Regions from separate parts of the Hordeum vulgare genome. Here region 1 is linked to region 2. The links are chromatin contacts, called in public Hi-C maps. All regions are on one chromosome and are shown on one strand. Each heading gives the region's core, a stretch centred on a gene start, on an enhancer-like site or on the middle of the called end of the contact. The rest is flanking DNA. Distances are from core to core; before and after follow the strand shown. Region 1 holds the start of LOC123426260 (melanoma-associated antigen 1). Region 2 holds the start of LOC123426259 (transcription factor PCF6-like).

The links. A called contact is a pair of places that touch in the nucleus more often than the background predicts.
Region 1: a Hi-C map of leaf shows a contact between it and region 2, with 4 times the contacts expected there. The contact joins the promoter of LOC123426260 here to the promoter of LOC123426259 in region 2. A contact is called at or near these places in 3 of 6 Hi-C or Micro-C datasets (leaf and seedling) and 1 of 1 datasets of contacts at active chromatin or transcription factors (embryo).

Annotation. Positions count from the first base shown.
Region 1 is chr2H:352,850,221-352,853,378 of MorexV3_pseudomolecules_assembly, forward strand. LOC123426260 (melanoma-associated antigen 1) reads right to left here and starts at 1,426. Exons shown (of 7, transcript XM_045110060.1): 1 at 1,189-1,426; 2 at 845-1,097; 3 at 557-709; 4 at 368-473; 5 at 171-285. The coding sequence starts at 1,233.
Region 2 is chr2H:352,575,153-352,578,413 of MorexV3_pseudomolecules_assembly, forward strand. LOC123426259 (transcription factor PCF6-like) reads right to left here and starts at 1,925. Exons shown (of 2, transcript XM_045110058.1): 1 at 320-1,925. The coding sequence starts at 1,593. The coding sequence ends at 355.

The sequences.
Region 1 (3,158 bases), core at 176-2,675, 270 kb after region 2:
ATTTTGAGAGCATAGTATTCCTTCTACAGGTTAAAGAGATAGATTAATTTCACAAATTAGTGTTTCTACTCTCTTGGGCAACCAAGCAAAAGTTCTGATATTTCTAATATACTGTACATACAGGTTGATGCCTTATTTTTTTCAAGATTGTAGTTGATGCCTTTACATACCTGTGAAATGTATTCTTTAAGCTTGGAACTGATGGATTCATCCAATGCCCTCTCTGCAAGCTCATAAACCATGGAATGGCCTTCTGGACCAGCAATCTTCTCCTTCAGCAAGTACCTGGGCAAAGATACCAAGTCAAAACAACAAAACTTGCCAATGAAATACACACTCTGCAGCACATCCTGAAAGTACCAGCAACCTTTGTTGCACTAGTAGTTCAAGCGCCTGCTTATTGTTCCGGAGAACAGGGTGGTCCTCATCAGTCTCATTTAAGCCCAACCGTTTCAGTTGACGCCAAAGGTCCTCTGAAACGTGTTTGTCAAAAATCAGTAACATCAAACGATAAAACCTCCAGACTACTGTCGAAGAAAGAACCAGCAATCCCTACCTTCAGAGATCTTGCCACCAGCGACATGAACAATGCTTATGACAACAAAAGCAAACCCAGACACATGGGCACGCTCCTTATCCTCGACATACTTGCTGTACACCTCAGGGTCCAGCTTACTTACCAGGACGTAGCTCTTTGCATCCAGATTACCTAAACACAGCTCGATTCATCGCAGGTCATTCTTAGGTTCAATCAATTTATACCTGATCACATCATCAGCAAAGATCCAGGCTGCCAAGTGGCGGCGACATTGCAAGGCGAAAAGAAGAAGAAAAGCGAGCTTACTGGGCTGCTGGGAGGAGGGGCGTCCAGAACGGGTGGACGTGGCGCGGGTCCTCTGGAGCTCCCTCATCTCATAGCCGAAGGTCGCGGCAAGCCTATCCCCAGCTTCCTTGATAACGAGCGCAGGGAGCGCTCGCTGGCGGTAGTTCTTGGTGATGATCTGCGTGAGCTCCTCCCGCTTGATGGGGCAGCCGGAGTTCTGGTGCGTCTTGAAGAGCGCGTAGCGCATCACCTCGGCCACCAGCTTGTCCTTCTCCTGCAGGACCCGATTTGGGCGTATCAAAACGTCGAACATCTTGCGTGCGGAGGTCGAACTGGGAAACGTGGACGCGTAGGGTGTGGCGTACCTCCGTGGAGATGTCGACTTGGGCGAGTTCGTCGCTAGTCGCCATGCGATCCAAGAAAAGCCAATATGACGGAAAGGAGGGCGGAAGGAATTGCCGCGATTAGGGGCGGAGCAGAAGAACCCTAGGTTCGCAGTGAGCGGGTTGTTTCGTGGTAGAGTGGGCGCGAGAGAGACACGTCGGGAAACTGAACCGAGTGGATCGCGGGAGGCGGAGTCCAAGCACGATGGTTAAATTTCATCTCAAGGGTTGCGGACTTGCCCTATCTATTTTCGATAAAGCTATCTTCCACACCGTAGAAACTCTGTATCTATTTTCGAGGAAGTTATTTTTCACACAATAGAAATTATGGGACAGACCAGCATCCATCAACGAAGAAAATACATGCAGCGACTATAGACTAGATACGGAATAAAATGAATGAACCTATTTTTCAAAATATAACTATATACATCTATATGTATTATACATTAGAATCTCTAAAAGATCTTATATTTAGAAACGGGGGAAGTAAGAGACAAAAAGATGACATCAACAAAAAGATTCTTTCTATTTAAAAAAATTAAACATTTTGTAGCTTAAATCATCGTTTGGATTCAAAATCCGTTTTCACATAAAAAAACACCTCGACGAAATCTTTGAAACTAGATCTCATGTTGATATGTTTTCATTAAAAAAATTCACGTCAAAAGTTACCATATCTAGACTACACAAACTGTTACGCCTACAATACGTAACTTATCATGATCTTTACACTAAAGTTACTAGGTGTATGTTTCAACTACTTTTTTGACGGGGTCAAAATTTTACCATGGTATACGCACAGCCAAGCTGGTAACTGACGTACAAACATCACGAGAACTTTTTTGACCCGGGGAAAAAGGTTATTCAAAAAAACATCACGATATTTTCTGTGTAAATAGAATGTAACACATGCACACCATAGTTGATAACCCACGTACAAACACCGCGATTTTTTTGACTTGATTTTTGTTGTTGAAACATCTCCAGATAATGTTGTGTAAATAACATGGTCATTAAAACATCGCGGACCTGATAATTACATACAAACACCCTGATAACTCACATATCACATACGTGATAATTTATGTACCCCGATCGTGACAGCGTTGGCGGCGTGGGGGGGGATCAAGTATCCCCTTTCAACTTTCGTTGTTGATGAAATATTCCATTGGTAACTTTTGTGTGAATAATATGATAGCTCATACATCGCATACATGTGCTCTACTGCATTTGCATGTGAAGAGAATGTTGGAGGAGCCATTTTTATGCCCCGGTAATTTCCATGTAAACAGGTTGGTAACTCGCATAGTGCTACTTCTTGAGCTTGCATTGGTTTTCCCTTGAAGAGGAAAGGGTGATGCAGCAAAGTAGATAAGTATTTCCCTCAGTTTGTTGAGAACCAAGGTATCAATCCAGTAGGAGAAACAAGCAAGGCCCCAATCTTAGCACCTACACAAACAATCAAACACTTGCACCCAACGCTAAAAAGGGGTTGTCAATCCCTTCACGGTTATTTGCAAGGATGAGATCTGATAGAGATAGATAAAAGATTGATAGAACTAAAAGTAAAACAAAGGTAAATAAATGGCACCAATATATGTTTGGTATTTTTGGTTTATATATCTGAAATTATAATATGGAAAATAGACCCTGAGGCCATAGGTTTCACTAGAGGCTTCTCTCATGAAGTAAAATAATACGATGGGTGAACAAATTACTATCGAGCAATTAATAGAAAAACGAATAATTATGAAGATATTTAAGGCAATGATTATGCATATAGGCATCACATCCGTGTCAAGTAGACCAAAACGATTTTGCATCTACTACTATTACTCCACACATTGACCAACTCCTGCGTGCATCTAGAGTATTAAGTTCATGAAGACCAGAGTAACACATTAGGTTAGATGACATGATGTAGAGGGATAAACTCAAGCAATATGATG
Region 2 (3,261 bases), core at 675-3,174:
TCTCCTGTGACATAATGGTTGGGGGGGAACAGAACACCAAAACAGATCCCTCTCCGGTGAGTAGTGAATTGACACCTGTAGTAAAGTTCAGCCTAATGCTCCCTCCCCCTAAAGCTTTGACACTCGTCAATTGCACAAGAACAGGCCGAGTGTTTTATGGGATTTAGGGGCACAAGGCCACCTCGAGACCAACCAAAAGGGGAAGATAATCATATCAAATTAGCCAATGGGCAAGCATCCCAGCCTTAAACAAAGGCCTAAAAACACAAGCAGCCAAAAAGCAAAGGAAACGTATGCATTTGGAGAGTTCATCACCTACCATCCAAAAGAAGCGCTGCATTGCACAGCCATTGATCAGTTCTTGCCCTTCTCCTTCATGTCGGAGTGCCTGAACCCCTCCCAGAGCTGCAATGCGGCCGCCGCGCCGAAGTGGCTCTCCGCTGTGGTGGGGGAGGCCACCGCGACGGCTGGGCTGAACAAGAAGGGTATGTGCGGAGCATCCAGTGGAGTAGACAGCCTCTGGAGCTGCTGCTGCTGGTGGTGGCCGGAGAGGTGCGGCTGCGAATTGGACTGAAGGGTCCCCCTGGTGTTGTTGACACCCACAAGACCCGAGGACATGGAGAAGTTGAGATTGTAGTCTACTGACGGAGCCGACGTTGCCGCCGCATGGACGGGCATGTAGTGGTCTTGCGAGAAGGAGAAGTGCGGCATCTCCGTCTGCGGCTCGCCGCCAGCTGATAAGCTGAAGTGCTGCCCCGGGGCCATGGCGACGGGCGCAATGTTGCCAAGGTGCGGGGCCGGGGAGGCGAAGGTGTGCAGCATCCCGTGCCCGGATTTCCGGGGCTGGGCGAAGCCGAGGTAGTCCGCGGTGGCAGACGCGGTCATCTGGTGCCACGAGTTGTGGTGCTTGTGCTGAGCAGCGGCTGGGGTAGCGGCCGCCAATCCAGTGAGCAGCTCGGTGAAGGAAGCGGCCTGCGCCGAGGGGGCGCGGGTGGCCGAGTCGTCTCCGGCCTCCTTGTCCTTCACAGAGGCGCTCCGGTCACGCGCGCGCTCCCTGGCCTTGACTCGGCTGTCGGAGCGAGAGAGCGAGAGGACGGAGCCCTTGCTGGTCTCGGACGTGCTGCTGCAGGCCGATCTGGTGAGCTGCTGCTGCTGAGGCTGCGAGCCGTGGGCCTCCGGTTGAAGAGCTGAAGACTGTTTGTTGGCTGAGGCCGGGTGGTTGGGGAAGGCGGCGGCCTCGAGCTCTGGGAGCTTGTCGATTGCGGCGGCGGCTGCCTTGATGAGCCACTCGACGGCCTTGCTGGGCTGGTCGTAGCCAAGGCGATCCTGCAGGTCGTAGAACTGGATGGCGGTGGCGACGGAGAGGCGGACGCGGCGGTCGCGGATGCCCTTGGCCGTGTAGACCTTGCTGTGGCGGTCCTTGCCGCCGGAGCCGCGCGAGACGCGGTAGATCCGCGAGGAGGGGTGCTGCTGGTGCGGCGGCCACGGCACGAGCGCCAGCCGCTTGGCGTCCCCGTGGCCCTGGTCCTGGTCCTGGTCCTCGGTGCGGCCCCGCTTGCCGAGCTCGACGGCGGCGGCGACGCTGAGGTCCATCCCGATGTGAATTGGTCCGCCGGCAAGCCGCCGCCAGTGCCTCTCATGCCCTACCCAGAGCGCATTGGTAACGGAATTAAGCCAGGCCGCCTGGCGCGGGGAGGCGGGGAGTGGGAAGCGAGCGCGTGGGGAGGTGGGGCGCAGATCTGCGCCCGATCCCGTGTGCGCCCTGGGGCGATGGAGCGGAGCGGAGTGGAGTGGAGTGGAGTGGAGGGAGCACGGCGCGGCGAGGGAGGGAGAGAGGGGAGGTGGAGTGTGAGTAGGACGAGACGATGGAGGGAGGGAGGGAGGGAGGGAAAGGTCTCCCGATTTTATGAGGGAGGGAGAAGGGAGGTGAGGTGTGCGGAACGAGGCGGATCATTCTATCGGCCACACCAGTAGCGAGTAGCCCGTCACTCTCGCGCCGCGCCGCTGCGTCATCGGGCTAGTCGGCTGCGGCTGCCTACCCGGCCGCCGCCGTAGCAGCAGCGGGGGCGCGTCGCATCGAATCGAATCGGCACGGCACATACGTACATCCTCGCGACGGATCCATGTCCATCCATCCGTCAATCCATGTCCGATGGCAACTGGCTCGCTCGCTCGCTCGCTCGCTGTCAGACCTTCATCACGGCGACGACGCCCTCCAACCGGTCCAAGGTCTCTCTCCGCTCCGCGCCGCCGTCACTCGAACAAACAAACGTTAGCCGTATCCAAGAAATGCCCATGACGTCTCTGTCGCGAGGCCTTCCACACCATCTCTCTCCAAAAGGCCCATGACCAACTTTAATAACTACTATCCGTTCTTAAATTTTATTTTTTTAAGTTTTACTAACTGATTACATATTTTAGATTATAGATTCATTCATTTTGTTTCGTATGTAGTCCTATAGTAAAATCTTTAAAAAAAGACTTATATTTAGGGACGGAAGGAGTAATCATGAAATATAAGTTATATGGAGCAAAAATAATGTCATTGCATAGTAGGAGTACATTCAAATACGAATGCAACAATATAATTTCTTTACATGCACTAGCATTTTACTAGTAAAATATGTGATGAAACTTTGAATCAAAATACGATGGGAACTAATAAATCCACACAAAGGTAGTAGGTTACATGGTCATGATTCATTTGTTTTGACGAGGCAAATCAAGCATCATGGTGAAGTCATTGTTGAGATTGTTATTTTAGTAATCATCGTAGCATCGAGATTGGATCGATCACAAAATAGTGCGATGGGGGTAGATGAGTTGTTGGAGTAGTTGGTTTCGTCGAACATTACAACGAGGAAAATAACCACTTGATGACGAAGCATCGATGAAGATGAGGTACTCGACCCCAATTGAAAGCAGGTCGGTGTGGTAACATGACACGACAAGGGACAAACCCTCATCAAAAAGGGTTCTCTAGCAAACCAATTCATCATTCATATCATAGTTAGGCCACATGCGCCTTACGGAAACATGGGAGGATCAACCTCACACATCGAAAACCTTCATAACACATGCACAAACAAAGCCTTAGTTTTGCTTCTCTTGGCTCTTGCTCTCCTCCTAAATTACACGACAAGTAATCGGACATGGATGAAGGGGCGGGAACAATTATATTTCCTGAAAACAATTAGCATTGTGCGAAACACCCATGATAGTTAGTGAATTATATTTCCAAGAACTTGTTGAGATCGGACA